Linked DNA regions of Oryza sativa: region 1 is linked to region 2. A link is a contact called in public ChIA-PET data. All regions are on one chromosome and are shown on one strand. The core of a region is the stretch at or near the end of the contact, and the rest is flanking DNA. Distances in the headings are between cores, read along the strand shown.

What was found. ChIA-PET counts read pairs in DNA pulled down with a chosen protein or histone mark.
Region 1: a contact with region 2 is called in an H3K4me3 ChIA-PET map of leaf, with 10 times the contacts expected there. The contact joins the promoter of LOC4352673 here to the promoter of LOC4352665 in region 2. A contact is called at or near these places in 7 of 15 Hi-C or Micro-C datasets (leaf, leaf mesophyll, seedling and 1 more) and 2 of 4 datasets of contacts at active chromatin or transcription factors (both in leaf).

The regions. Positions count from the first base shown.
Region 1 is chr12:25,407,463-25,414,769 of ASM3414082v1, forward strand. It overlaps LOC4352673, which reads right to left and starts at 5,251. Exons shown (of 4, transcript NM_001423605.1): 1 at 3,759-5,251; 2 at 2,987-3,049; 3 at 2,812-2,880; 4 at 2,361-2,719. The coding sequence starts at 4,681. The coding sequence ends at 2,617.
Region 2 is chr12:25,235,450-25,242,617 of ASM3414082v1, forward strand. LOC4352665 reads left to right here and starts at 2,634. Exons shown (of 4, transcript XR_003240012.2): 1 at 2,634-4,175; 2 at 4,866-4,951.

The DNA.
Region 1 (7,307 bases), core at 4,001-6,500, 170 kb after region 2:
CCATCCGCCTCAGCGCTGGCGACGGCGGCGTCCGGCGGCAAGGGTACGGCGTCGAGGGCCCGACAGTGAGGGCGTCGCTTGCGGCTGCTGGGCTCGACAACGAGAGCGTTGGCTCCACGGCGAGAGCTACGAGATCCTCGACCTAGCGGAGGCCCAGCCTTTCCCCGCGGCGTCTGCGGCCGCCACCCGCCTCGACAGCGCCCTCCGTGTCGACATGTCGCGCATGATGGACGAGCTTCTGTGCCTCAGGGTCTGGAACGCCTCCACCCATGACACGTGCCTCGCCGTCAACAAGCTCACGGTCGGTGCTTCCGCCAACGCCTTGTGGCACGTCTTACCCAGCACCAACGACAGAAGCAGCTCGGCGAGTACCGGGGGGCGCGTGTCGGCCGAAAGCCCGTCGAGTGCCCCTGGCGATTTGGTCGGCTTCTTGGACGACGAGTTCTTGGAATATCTCCAGCTGCTCCATGGCATCGATGTCCCACGGGAAGAACTCGACGGAGCCGAGACGGCGACGGTAGAGTAGCCAAGCCGCTGCCGCTCCCTACCGCCGTCCCCACCACCGCTCCCGACCGCCGCCAGCGCTCGCCACCACCGCTCCGGGCAAGGTGAAAAAAAAGGCCGGGGGAGAGAAAGAGATAAAGGAGAGAGGAAGGGAGGAGGAAGAAAGGAAAGAAGAGGGAGGATGACACGTGGGACCCACATGTCGGTAGGTCCCACTTTTTTTTGTGTGGATGACATGTTGGTCCTACAAATTTTTTTTTTGTTTTTACTCTAATTACACATAAGCGACACGTGGGACGAAGACCGGGTCAACACCACCACGTAGACGCCACATCAGTCAAAACCGCTTGCAAAACCACTCAGTCAAATTGCACCGGTTTCAATAGTTCGAGAAGCCATCTTATCCGGTTTTTTGTTAAGGGGTACGAATTAGATTCGGCCGATATTTAAGGGAGTAAAAGTGGACTTTTTCAATTCAAAACGTCTTAGAGCAGGTACAATAGCAGGCTATAACCATATATCGAGAAAAAAAATAGAAGAGAGAGAAGAAAGCGGGCTACAGATTTGTAGCCGGCTGTAACACGGACTCCAAAATGTTATGTGTGTATGAGAGGTGGGACCGGGTATTAATGGTGTAGTATATTTTTATAGTTAACTATTGTATAAATAGGCTATTATTAGATTGGCTATAGATGTTTTGGAATCAGTAGTGACCTTGCTCTTATCAGATGGGGTTACATATGCACGTTTAGATACAAGCTCACGAGGCACTTGCGAATTGTGTCAGTAAAAACCATTGCATCGTATCTGCGTTGCGTTACGACTGAAGAAACAACGAATGCTTTGGATCCGGGGGATCATGGAGAAAGCCATGTGTTCTGCTTAATTACCTTATAACTTCCTCCATCCTAAAATATAACATAACTACCACTAATACAAAGAAAAAAAAACTACTCCCTCCGTTTCATATTATAAGACTTTCTACTATTGTCCATATTCAAAATATATATATGTCTAGATTCATTAACATATATAAGAATATAGTGAATGCTAGAAAATCTTATAATATGAAACAGAGCAAGTATCACCTTATTTAGATTATCCCAATAAATACAATGCATGCATTGTATAGGATTAGAGATCTCGAGGATAATGAATTAAAAAAAAAGAAAGGAAATTGCTGCTAGTTCATTACATGCATGAATAAAGCCTTTGTATTATAAAACTGCGTCCTATATTTTGAGATGGAGTATACAAAGATTCTTTCATTGGACATTGAAAGTGCAACCACAGCTTGCGAGTAATAGAAATTAAGGCCTTGTTTAGTTGGCAAAAAATTTTGAATTGGGTTGTCACATCGGATATTCGAACACACATTTGAAGTATTAAACGTAGTCTAATAACAAAATAAATTACATATTTCACCAGGAAACTACAAGACAAATTTATTAAACCTAATTAATCCGTCATTAGCAAATGTTTACTGTAGCACCATATTGTCAAATCATAGACAATTAGGCTTAAAAGATTCATCTCGCAATTTACACGTAATTTGTGTAATTGGTTTTTTTTTCCTACATTAAATACTCCATACATATGTCTAAACATTCAATGCGACCGCGTGAAAATTTGTTTTGGGAACTAAACGCGCGTAAGATGCTTATAAACAAGACAAACTGTGGATATTCTCGGAGCACATCTAGATTGCAAGTACTAGAAATTAAGCTTATAAATAAGACAAACTGTGGATATTATCGGAGCACATCTAGATTGCAAGTACTAGAAATTAAGCTTATAAATAAGACAAACTGTGGATATTATCGGAGCACATCTAGATTGCAAGTACTCGAAATTAAGCTTATAAACAAGACATATAGAAAAAGGAGTAGTAAATTGTCTCAGCATAGCACATACCCATAACTACTTAGATACTTAGATATAGTTAAGTAGTAGATGCCTAAGGATTGTCTCAGCATAGCACATACCCATAATTAGTTAGATATAGTTAAGTAGTAGATGCCCAAGGATGGATGCACATACTTAACATGGTGGACATAAATACAGCAGAAGAATCCTTCGATTGTCCCTCCAATCCCTTTAAGCATGATGACATTAAGCAATCTTCAATCCAGCAAGCGGCCTGCTCAAGTGAGCCTCCATTCCTCTACTTTCCGTTGCCATCTGTTGTTTTCCCTTCATTTTGCTTAGTTCCCAACTGCATAAAAATAAAAAAAGAAGCAAAGTCAACTGGAGGATCAAGGCAAGCAACTCTCAAGAGAATGGGAAGAAGGAAATGCAAAAAGCAACCTATTCGATCCCATCTCCAATCCATTCTTTTGCATTGCTCTCTCTTGTTTTTCCTTCTGCATCATTTCACTGCATTGCCAAATACAACCGAAAATTGAGGAGCAAAGTCACAAGCAATGCAACTAATTCCAGGCTAGATAAAAAAAAATGGACACAGCTTGTTCATTGTGCTTACCGTCCAATCTTTTCGATTGCACTTTCTTGTTTTGCCTGCTGCATCATTAAACTCCGCATCCGACTGCACCAAAAAATGGAAAAGAAGTCACAAGGCGATCAATGCAAACTAGATACAGATGGTGAGAAAATAAGCAAATGCGACACACTAGTTAAGAAACAGGGAACTGTTCTGTCGGCTGTCTTAATGCCTAATATTATATTTGCTTTCCAGCAGAGAAACAGTAACTGTTGATGCTGTAGTTTTTGATCCTGCAATCCCGATGTTCCTTCAAATCAAGCTATGATGTTTACAGTTGGTAATTGATGAGACCAAGAACTTAGCTAACCAAATTACTTAAGGTTATGTGCTGGCAAATCAGTAAAACTTTCACCAAATGAAAGGCTCTACTAGTTTAACTGTGCGAAAAGAAAAATGAATGTAATGAAATTTAATTAAGAGGCAATGTCCAAGTATAGAAGAGGAGTACAGAAGAATAATTACAAGTTATTGCTTGAATCACTATTCGCAGGATTGGCAGGGCATTCGATCAAATATGCTCATGTTACAACATAGCAAACCAATCGTCAAAGTCATTTAGCTAATAAAGATATGCTCTATTCCAATATGCTAACTGCTTAGCCATTTAACTATCCAGTTATCTGCTTGTTAATTCCTAAACAGTGGCTAAAGCAATTGAATGGATATTCCAACTGGTATTATTTTCATATTTGAACACATCACACAAATGGTAAATGTTTTTGTATCACAAATAAAAGAAAACATAGCAAACCTTGTGGTGTCGCCACCTTTCAAATAAGAGGGGAACCAGCTGGGGACGAAGTTATGGCCATAAAAATATTTCATGGGCAGGTATCTCTCATCATCTTCTTCTTTTCCATTGATGAAGAAGGTGGCTGGTGGCAGCAGGAATTCCGCTTCTTCTTCTTCACTGATGTAGAGGGTGGCTGGTGACAGCAGGGCTTGGTTTCTCATGTCCACCTCAATCATCCAGTAAAGGCCATTGCCCTTGTCCTCGAGGAGGAAGTTGTTGGCCTTGTCGTAGAGGAGGAAGGAGATGGCAAATGGATTAGCCATGCTCACCAGGGGGAAAGTAGGCGGCGCATGTGGAAGGAGGGGCTGGTTTGCGGCAGAGCAAATATCCCAGAACTTGCCGGCTTCCATGGTGAAATAACGAATCCATCTACTTTCGTGGATGTCGACCAGACACCATGACTTGATGAAAGCAGAGCCAGCAGAGCTGTTGTTGCGGCCTCCTGCTGCGGCATTGTCATCTATGCAGACAAGCGTGATATCGCCAGCGATGTTGATGGAGACAGAACGAGCTGGATCAGGGTTGTACTTGTCAACGCGGCGGCCACGCATCGCCTCTGCCGGCAGCGGTATGTAGTTGAAGTAACGCTGGGTCTTGACGTCGATGAGGATGATGCCATGGTAGCAGTCGACGCAGGCGAGGTAGCTGTCGTGCAGGGGAAGAACGGCGTCGGTCCACCAACCTCTGAGGTGGTGGTTTTGGTTGGGTTGCTGCTGCATCTCCAGGATCTGGACCTTCCATTGGGGTTGTTGGGGGCAATCAGCATAGTGGTTGAGGACGCAGAGCTCGACGGCCTTACCCTTATGGATGTTGATGTCCGCCACCGTGAAATCGCCGGCGTCATCGGAGTGGCAGAAGAAGCCGACGTTCTGCTCTACCATGACCCGCTGCTGCTGGCACCGGTGCGGCTTGAAGTGGCGGTCGACCTCGGGGAGGAGAATCCGCCGATGAAGCAAGGGGGCAGCCGCGTGAGCGACGGCCGCAACCCCTCGCCGGGCCTGGCCGTGTAGACGAAGTAGTCCAGGGGGAATTGGCCCGGCGCGATGGTGTCGAGGTCGGCGAAAGGGACGCGCGCCGAGAGGAGGATGGAGCCGCGGTGGGCGGCGATGACCTCGGCGTCGCCCAGGTCGTAGACGCGCGACCAGCCGGGGCGGTGGACGTAGAGGCGGGAGACGGCGGGGGGGTCGGCGACGCGGAGGGAGACGCGGATGGGGTGGCCGCTGCAGGTGTAGGCGATCTCCGACGCCGTGGGGTCGTCGTCCCCTCCAACTCCGCTCCAGCAACGGACTATGCGGTCCAGGACCATATATCCATGCGTGGCACGGCGAGATCTAGGTTTTGCCGACGGCGCTTCCATGTCGCCTCGCCACGGCGAGATCTAGGGTTTGCCGCCCTCCAGGGGACGGCGGCGACAGGATGAGGAGGAAGAAGGGAGAAGGAGGGATATGAGTAAAGTAGCTGTCTCAGTTTCGGTGGCTTTTAACTATTTGCCACTTTTAGATTTGGCAAATAATTTTTTTTTGCCACCTCTATCTCAATGACATGTGGGTTCACATGTGTCTATAACATATGGATCCACTGGCAAAAAATTAATTGGCACGTTTAAATATGGCAAATGGTTAAATACCTTCGGTATATATACGGTGCCTTCAATCCACCAATTTTGTGGTGCCTAATCTCTGTAATTTGCTTCCCTCTTTCCAATCGGATCGGATTTGCTCCTGCCTAATCTGTACCTAACTCTTCCTCTATACTAGTACTAATAGCACTACACATCCCGTAAGTTGGTGTATATTATACTCCACCAACAACTACAAGTTAGCAGTTCCCTTATTTTATATACTTACTAAAAATAATAAAAGTAAGAAATTCAACATAAACTATTCCCGTCCGTGAATATAAGAGACTCTACCTTTTTTTTTTTAAGTAAGGCATGGTTTAGTTCTCAACTTTCTTTTCTAACTTCCAACTTTTCCATCACATCGAAACTTTACTTATACACATAAATTTACAACTTTTTTCTTCAAACTTTCAATTTTAGTCAAACTTCTAATTTTGCCGTAGAACTAAACACAACCTAAGATAAGAATTAAGAAAATAGTACAAAGACATGTGATTATTAAACAAAAGGTGATTGTAGGGGAGAGAGAGGAGGATAGAGAGAATAAGGAGGGAGGATGACAAGTGGGACCACACGGCCCCACCTTTTTTATTATTTTGTGTGTAATTGACATGTAGGTCGCACATTTCTTTATTATTTTTCCAGAATCTAATTACCACGTAAGCATCGCATCAATATCACGTGGGACAAGGACCTAATTAAACCAGCCACGTAGGCAGCACGTCATCTAAAACCGGGTATAATACTACCAAGGAACCTCGTCTGCATGGTTTTGTAAGTTGGGGGATGCGTTGTATCCAGTTCTGTGTGCTGAGGACGAAAATTAGACTGGGCGACAAATTGAGAGACCAAAAGTGTACTTATTCCTTCACCGGCAGACATGTATTGGGCCATTTGGTTCCATGGCCTGTTTGTTATGGGCTAAGGAGGATGCTGGCCCATGTGTGGTGATGTACAAGACAGTCTACGCCGAGCAGTGGCGCACGGCTCGTGCGGTCGGCCTGATCTGGCCTGCGCGTAGCGTCGACGCGTGGTCCGACGCGCGCTGTGGTTCTGGTTCGGCGTAGCAGCAGCAACGGCGCCCGTGCGATGCGACGTGAGTCAGCACTACCAGGCGACCGTGTAGCGTGCGCCGCACACGCTAGCGACGGCGCGTCCGCGCATGGCTGGGGCCTGGGCCTGGGGCTCGTCCGGCAGTCGGGCTGCCAGACTATGGCCCTGTTTAGATTTCTAACTTTTTTTTCTTTAAATTTTTAACTTTTTCGTCACATTGAACTTTTCTACACACATAAATTTTCAACTTTTTCGTTACATCGTTTCAATTTCTTCAAACTTCCAATTATGACTGTGTTTAGTTCCCTTTAAACTTTCAACTTTTCCGTCACATCAAATGTTTGGACACATGTATGGAACATTAAACGTGGACGAAAAAAAACTCAATTGCACAGTTTGCATCTAAATTGCGACACGAATCTTTTGAGCCTAATTATGCCATGACTTGACAATGTGGTGCTACAGTAAATATTTTCTAATGATGGATTAATTAGGATTAATAGATTCGTCTCGCAATTTACATGCGGAATCTGTAATTTATTTTGTTATGAGTCAACGTTTAATACTTCAAATGTGTGTCCGTATACGTCAATTTTTTTTTTGCCAAAACAACTAAACACGGCTATGCCGGGTGCCCTGGCCTACTCCACTTGGCAAGTGGCGCTTGCTACTCTCTCTCCGTCCCACATCAAAACAACGAAGCTCTACTATTATAAAAATTAAAGATGTTTCCTTCGTCCGTCATCCGTGTTTGAGTCGGTTTTAATTTTATGTTTTGGTTTTAATATGGCTCCGCTTAGATCTCAGTTCAACTGTTTGCTTTGATCAGGAAG
Region 2 (7,168 bases), core at 1,384-3,883:
GAGACCCAGCGAGCAAGTAGAATCATCTCTCGAACACCAATGAAAGTTGCGGTGCGGGAGATTGCTACGCACTGGTTCGAGAACCAGCGAGCGAGTAGAATCATCTCTCGAACACCAATGGAAACTTGCGGTGCGGGAGATTGCTACGCACTTGTTCGAGACCCAGCGAGCGAGTAGAATCATCTCTCGAACACCAATGGAATCTTGCGGTGCGGGAGATTGCTACGCACTGGTTCGAGAACCAGGGAGCTTGCGGTGCGGGAGATTGCTACGTACTGGTTCGAGAACCAGCGAGCGAGTAGAATCATCTCTCGAACACCAATGGAAGCTTGCGGTGCGGGAGATTGCTACGTACTGGTTCGAGAACCAGCGAGCGAGTAGAATCATCTCTCGAACATCAATGGAGGTTGCGGTGCGGGAGATTGCTATGTACTGGTTCGAGAACTAGCGAGCGAGTAGAATCATCTCTCGAATACCAATGGAGGTTACGGTGCGGGAGATTGCTACGTACTAGTTCGAGAGAATCGCGACATCAAACGTCAACAGTGGCGTGCCAGGTAGGGGACTAGCCGTGCTTATCCTTGAAGTCGATATCCGACGTCTTGTCTTGGCGTATGTTGGCTTATATGTTGATCTTGTGTCTTGATCTATTGTTCTTGTCTTCTATGGTGGGTGTTGATTGAGGTGGTCGTATCCCCTCTCCTCATAGGGGGCCTTGTATTTATACCTATAGGTGTTCTCTTGTTCAAGTAGAACTAGGGGAAACCAATATGGATACAATCCGAGTAGTCCTTGTTGTTTCCATGTAGAACTCTGGTTGTCTTTCCTTACCCGGAACTCCTCCTATATCCGCAGGTTGTTTCCATATAGGACATGGTATGTGGTGGCTCATGCCGAGATTTAGTCAACTACTATTAGGTACGCGGTATTCATAATCTGACACTGTCTATAACATGTGGGTCCTCATGTGTCTATGATATATGGGTCCAGTGACAAATTCTTTATCACCACTTGTAAACGTGGTAAATAGTTAATTATTCTTGTTTTAGTCACAATAGCCATTTGCCTTATAGTGTTGTCCAAAACTTAGTTGTCGATTTACAGTGCATGAATGATGTTACTTGAAACTTGTCTTATTTTGAATTATTCAACGCGGTCGATTATACGATTTTTTAATGTGCAGGTGCTCGGCCCAGCATTTTTGTAGGTGGACCCCTTGTCCCGTTCCAGAGGGTTTTTTTTTATGTGCGGGAGGTCGCCTGCAAAAGGGTGGCGAGGATGGCATGGCACTTGTAGGTGGCCCCCTTGCCACTCTCTGGGAGGGTGATTTTATGCCCTCGGGGTATAAAACCCCTTGTACCTCTCCGATTTTACATTATATTCACTCAAAATCCAAAAGGAGGGAAGGGCGAGAGAGAGAGAGCAAAAGGGAAGCGGCGAAGCCATGCCGGTTTGCTGACTCCAAGCCGCCCTCCTAGCCCTTTTATAGGCGGGCACCTAGAGCCAAAAACCACCCTCTGGGAGGGTGGCAATGGGACCGCCTGTAAATTTTCGGTGCTCTCGGTGGCCGGTCGTTAGGCGAGGGCTAATGGTCGTCTGCCACGTCGATAAAATCGTCGGGGCGATGGGCTACTAGTTCTGTATAAATTTTTCGAATAGAAAATTATTTTTCAAAATATTTTAATAAATATAAAATTAAAAATAAAGAAAATCTGCATTCGCGCATGTGGTAGCAGGCAACAAAGTCAATGTGGCCTGATGGGCAAGCCGATGGCCACAGTTGCAGGCCGAACTGGGTAGCCCAATATGAATAGGGTATGCAGGAGGGAAGATGGATGTGTGCCGTTGGATGAACTGGTCGGCAGGGATGAAACCAAGTGCAGCGACACCGTAACTTTCCACCCCCCAAAGTCAGGAGGAATTTTTTTTATTTATACTTTTTTTTATTAAAATATTTAAAAAATAATTTGTTGTTTCGAAAATTTACAAATCTAATCGCCTGCCGCCCTTTGGGAGGGCGATTTTTAAAAATCGCCCTTCCACAGGGCGGCAAGGGACCTAAATGTAAATTTTCCAGCATAACTTGTTAGCTCTATAATTTTACAATTTAAAATTATATTATATAAAGTCAGATGAAATAAAACTTTATATCAAAATTGTAGAGCTCAAGGAGATCTACAACTTTGTAGTTAATAACTTTTTCATTTAAGATGTTTTAGATATCCAAATATTCGTTACAAAATATAAAACACATTTTAAAAAATCTCAGATCTACATTTCAAACGACATTGGATGGAGATAAACTTTATATAAAGTTGTAGATCTTGATGAGATCTAACTTTGTAGTTTATCACTTTTCCATTTAAAATCATTTGGAGTATCGAATAAGCATTATTAGTTTTTAAGCAATTAAAACCGGTGGGAAGGGTTTGAACACAAATAAAAATTTTGTATTTAGGTCCCTTGCCGCCCTTTGAGAGGGTGATTTTTAAAGGCGGCAGGCAATTAGATTTGTAAATTTTCGAAACAAAAAATTATTTTTGTAAATATTTTAATAAAAAAATGTATAAATAAAAAAAATTCAACAGGAGGGGATCCGTTTCGTTCCTTCCCGTTCCCGAGGAAATATCCCCATTCAGTTCCCCTTTCCCTTGTTCCAATCCCACTCCAGCCGGCGGCGAGACATCTGGGAGTGGGAGGTAAAACCCTAGCTAGATCCGATCCGAACCGAACACCGAACTGCGGCGCGGCGACATGGAAGAAGGCCGGGGATCGCCGGAGCCGGCGGGGGCGGCGGACTGGATTGTCCTCGACCCGTACGTCCGCTGCAGCTGGCGGAGGAGGCACAAGTACGAGGAGGAGGACATCACGGCGTCCAAGGTCGGCCGGACCTGCACCGGCTTCCCCGTCCGCGCCTCCCTCCGCGTCGCCGACCCGCCCGCCGTCTCCCGCCTCTACCTCCACTGCCCTCCCCAGTGGCCGGCCGACCTCCCCGAGGTCCGCTACCCCGACGTCATCGCCGCCCACCGCGGCTGCATCCTCTTCGTCGCCGCCGTCCCCTTCGAGGAACCCGGGTTCAACGTCGATGGGCACTACCCCCTCGACTACTTCATCTACTCCGCCTCCCCCTCCTCGCAGCCGTTGCTCACGCGGCTGCCGCCTTGCTTCGTCGGCGGCTTCACCGACCAGGAGGAGGACGAGTTGTACCAGCCGTACCACCAGCAGCGGCAGCGCTACATGTGCAGCCGAGACGTCGGCCTCCTGTGCCGCGACGGCGACGGCGACGGCGAGGACGGCCGGTCGCTCTTCACTGTGGCGCACCTCACATCCAGTGGGAGCAAGGAGGTGGAGCTCTGTGTTGTGCAATCAGGGGAAGCGGAGGAGTGGAGCATCACTCCCCTGCGTGTCCGTCGCGCCATGAGCATGCTCGGCCTCAACCTCGGCGAGTGGAGGACCGACGCCGTGCTCCCCCTCCACGACCGCTTCCTGTGCTGGGTCGACTACTACCAGGGCATCCTGCTCATCGACGTCCTCAACCCTGGGGACGAGCCACATCAATTCAGCTTCATCCCGCTCCCCAAACCGGTGAGAGATGGCAGCACCCGCTTGTTCAGCCAGTCCTACTGCGCCGACCCAGTTCGCTGTGTTTGTGTTAGAGGTAGTAGTGACAGTGGCTTCTTCATCAAGCTGGTCTGCGTCACCATTGCCGCCACCGCAGACAAGGATGTATACCCTCCTGCTTTCACCATCACGGCATGGACTCTGGTCAGCATCGACCAAAAGACCTGGGAACTGGATTTTACAATGGAAGCCGCCGAGTTCTGGGATCTTTGTGCTAATTCCGTAGGTCACACCTGTGCTCTTCCGCGTGCTGTGCCGACTTTTTCTCACCTGAGCTTGGTTGATCCAGGTGTCGTTTCCTTCCTGCTCATGGAAAAGATCGATGATGAGTTCCTGTTTTGGATCGTTGAGTTGGACATGACAAATAAGGTGCTGCGGTCACTGCCCACCCTCTACATCCAGGTGGAAGAAGAAGAAGAAGATGATGATGAAATAAAGAAAGTGCAAGAGGTACAAGGACCCTCCCGTTGCAAGGCCTATAAGAGAGTCTTTCACGGCGAATACTTCTTCCCCAGCCACTTCACCTCGTATCTGAGAAAGAATCCCATCCAAAGGTTCGATATGTGTCCCTTCTGTTTGGTTATATTCTTTAGGTTAGCACTGGCTACTTTGTGTTTGTTTTCCAACATAAAGGGAACACGTTGGTTAAATGGCTAGCAAATTGGCTGTATTGAAACATAGCATGTCTTTATGAGCTAAATGACTAACTAATAGTACTTCGGCGATTGCTTTGCTGTGTCGAGACATGAACATATTTGTCTGAACGCCATGCTATTTTCCTGTTAACGATGATTCAAGCAGTAACTAACTTGGTGTTATCCTTTTGTACTCTTCTATAATACGTTGTCATTGCCTCTTCAGTAAATTGCATTACATTCTCTATTTTCTGTGCAGTTCAACTAGTAGAGCTTGTCATTTCGTGAACGTTGTACTGATTTGCCAGCACATGACCTTAATAAATTTGGTCCTAAGTTAGTCTTGGTACGAATTACCAATTATAAACATCACAGCTTGATATAAAAGAAAATGATGATTGCAGTGTCAAAAACTACAGCTCAGTCTGATGACCGTTTGCTCTGCTGAAAAGCAAAATTTAATACTGGGCATTAAGACAGCCAACTGAACAAGTTCACACTTTATTTGACTAGTGTGTCTTATGTACATATGCTTCTTTTATCACAATCTGGAGCTAGTTGCATTAATCATCTTGTGTTTTTGCTGCTTTACCATTTATTTTGGTGTAGTCGGCTACGGAGTCAAATGATGCAGAAGGCAAAGCAAGAGAGCGTAATGCAAAAGAAACAAGTGAATGTAATGCAAGAGATTCCAGGTAAGCACAATTGAACAAGTTATCAGCATTTGGTTCTTTTCATCTGGTGTTTGATGAATTTTTGTGCTAAAACTTCATAGAAGAAATAATAAATTATTGGATATTTAATTTTATATGAGAATATTATTTGTAGCACAATTTTACTGAATATATACGAGACGTGTCTATATGACATGTGGGTCCAGAAATTTTAAATATCACGGTGTCCGAATATATTCGATATTGGACTCGTTTTGTTGTATAATTTGAATAGAAAGTGATGGTTCAAATGGATTTTAAATCCGATATACGATTCAAAAGATTGTAACTATTAAAACAAAAGAAATAAGCAAGTGCTATCGTTACTACGTGAGCATGCATGGTCATTGGCTGTGGCGATTAAACATATGGGGTCCACTGTCATTAGACATGTTAATCACATAATTATCTCCAGACTGCAGTACACGTTGACGGATTGGCTCGTCTCTGCGTCGGCTTATCACGAAGATTAGCACAGGGCGCTGGAAATTCGGAGGCCGCTTCCGTCGCCGCTGCCTATATAAGAAGCAGAACCCATCTAGAGCGGGGGACGCCGAGGACCATGCATGCTCCCGTGGTAACGATAGCACTTGCTTATTTCTTTTGTTTTATTTTAAGCTGCGCTTGTGATCGTCGTCTTCAAAATTGATTGCTCGCCGAAGGTTGAAGTTGGTGCAGAGATTTAATGATAACTGTGATATAGGTGGCTTTGTTTTGCCGAAACCTGGTCACAATATATTATCACCATGTCCATACATGAGTCAGGTATCATAACAAAGGGGATGACTTTTGCCTCGTCGGTGCCCAGTCATATATGCCAGCCTTTATTAGATGTGGATATATCGTTACTTTTGCCTCGTCGGAACCTAGTAACATGTATCCGTTCCTATATGTTTGGACATGTTAATAATATCGTGACACCGGCCTCGTAAATACTCGGCCATAATTTTTAACTTCCAAAGATCACGAATAGCTCCCATGTGTGTGCATGGTATCAAAATATATTTTGTAAAACATCGGTTAGATTATCCAATCACCAATGAAAGTTGGAAATATCTAAAGCTGTTGTTATCGGTATCATAGTAACAAATAGATGATCCAATCTCCAATGAGGGCCGGACATCTAATTTTGAGCATAGAAAATATATCAAATAGTGTTCAGATAATCCGATCACCAATGAGGACCGAACCAGCCTTATACCATCGATTGTATAAATGGAGTTTGATGATAACCGTGCTTCGGCTCTCATTGATCTGGCTTTAATCATCAAGATCAAGATAGATTAAAAACGCGCAGATGTTCCGATCGCCAATAAGGACCGAACATCTATTGTGTTTAATCTAGAAAATTAATATTTATTCAATGTGCTCACCATCCAGCGCAAATATCCTGAATGGCGGCATGTTGTCGATAAATGACTCGACTTGATGAAGGACGCCGGCTGCGGTGTTTAATTCTCTCCGCAGCGGCGCCGGTTTGCTATCACCGGCCGGCTTCAATCTCCTCTCCTGATTTTCCTAATCTACTGAGAAGAATGGGATGAATGAAAATGGGCAGATGGGTGTCTCCTGTGGCGTCCTCGGCGTCCCCCGCTCTAGATGGGTTCTGCTTCTTATATAGGCAGCGGCGACGGAAGCGGCCTCCGAATTTCCAGCGCCCTGTGCTAATCTTCGTGATAAGCCGACGCAGAGACGAGCCAATCCGTCAACGTGTACTGCAGTCTGGAGATAATTATGTGATTAACATGTCTAATGACAGTGGGCCCCATATGTTTAATCGCCACAGCCAATGACCATGCATGCTCACGTAGTAACGATAGCACTTCTTATTTCTTTTGTTTTAATAGTTCCAATCTTTTGAATCGTATATCGGATTTAAAATCCATTTGAACCATCACTTTCTATTCAATTATACAACAAAACGAGTCCAATATCGAATATATTCGGACACCATAATATTTAAAATTTCTAGACCCACATGTCATATAGACACGTCTCGTATATATTCAGTAAAATTGTGCTACAAATAATATTCTCATATAAAATTAAATGCCCAATAATTTATTATTTCTTCTATGAATTTTTAGCACAAAAATTCATCAAACAAATGCCCCCCACCGAGTGTAGTTTGTACGCGAAGCAGGACAGACTTCACTCGGTGAAATACTCAGTAGTATATTGTTACGAAGGATTAATCCA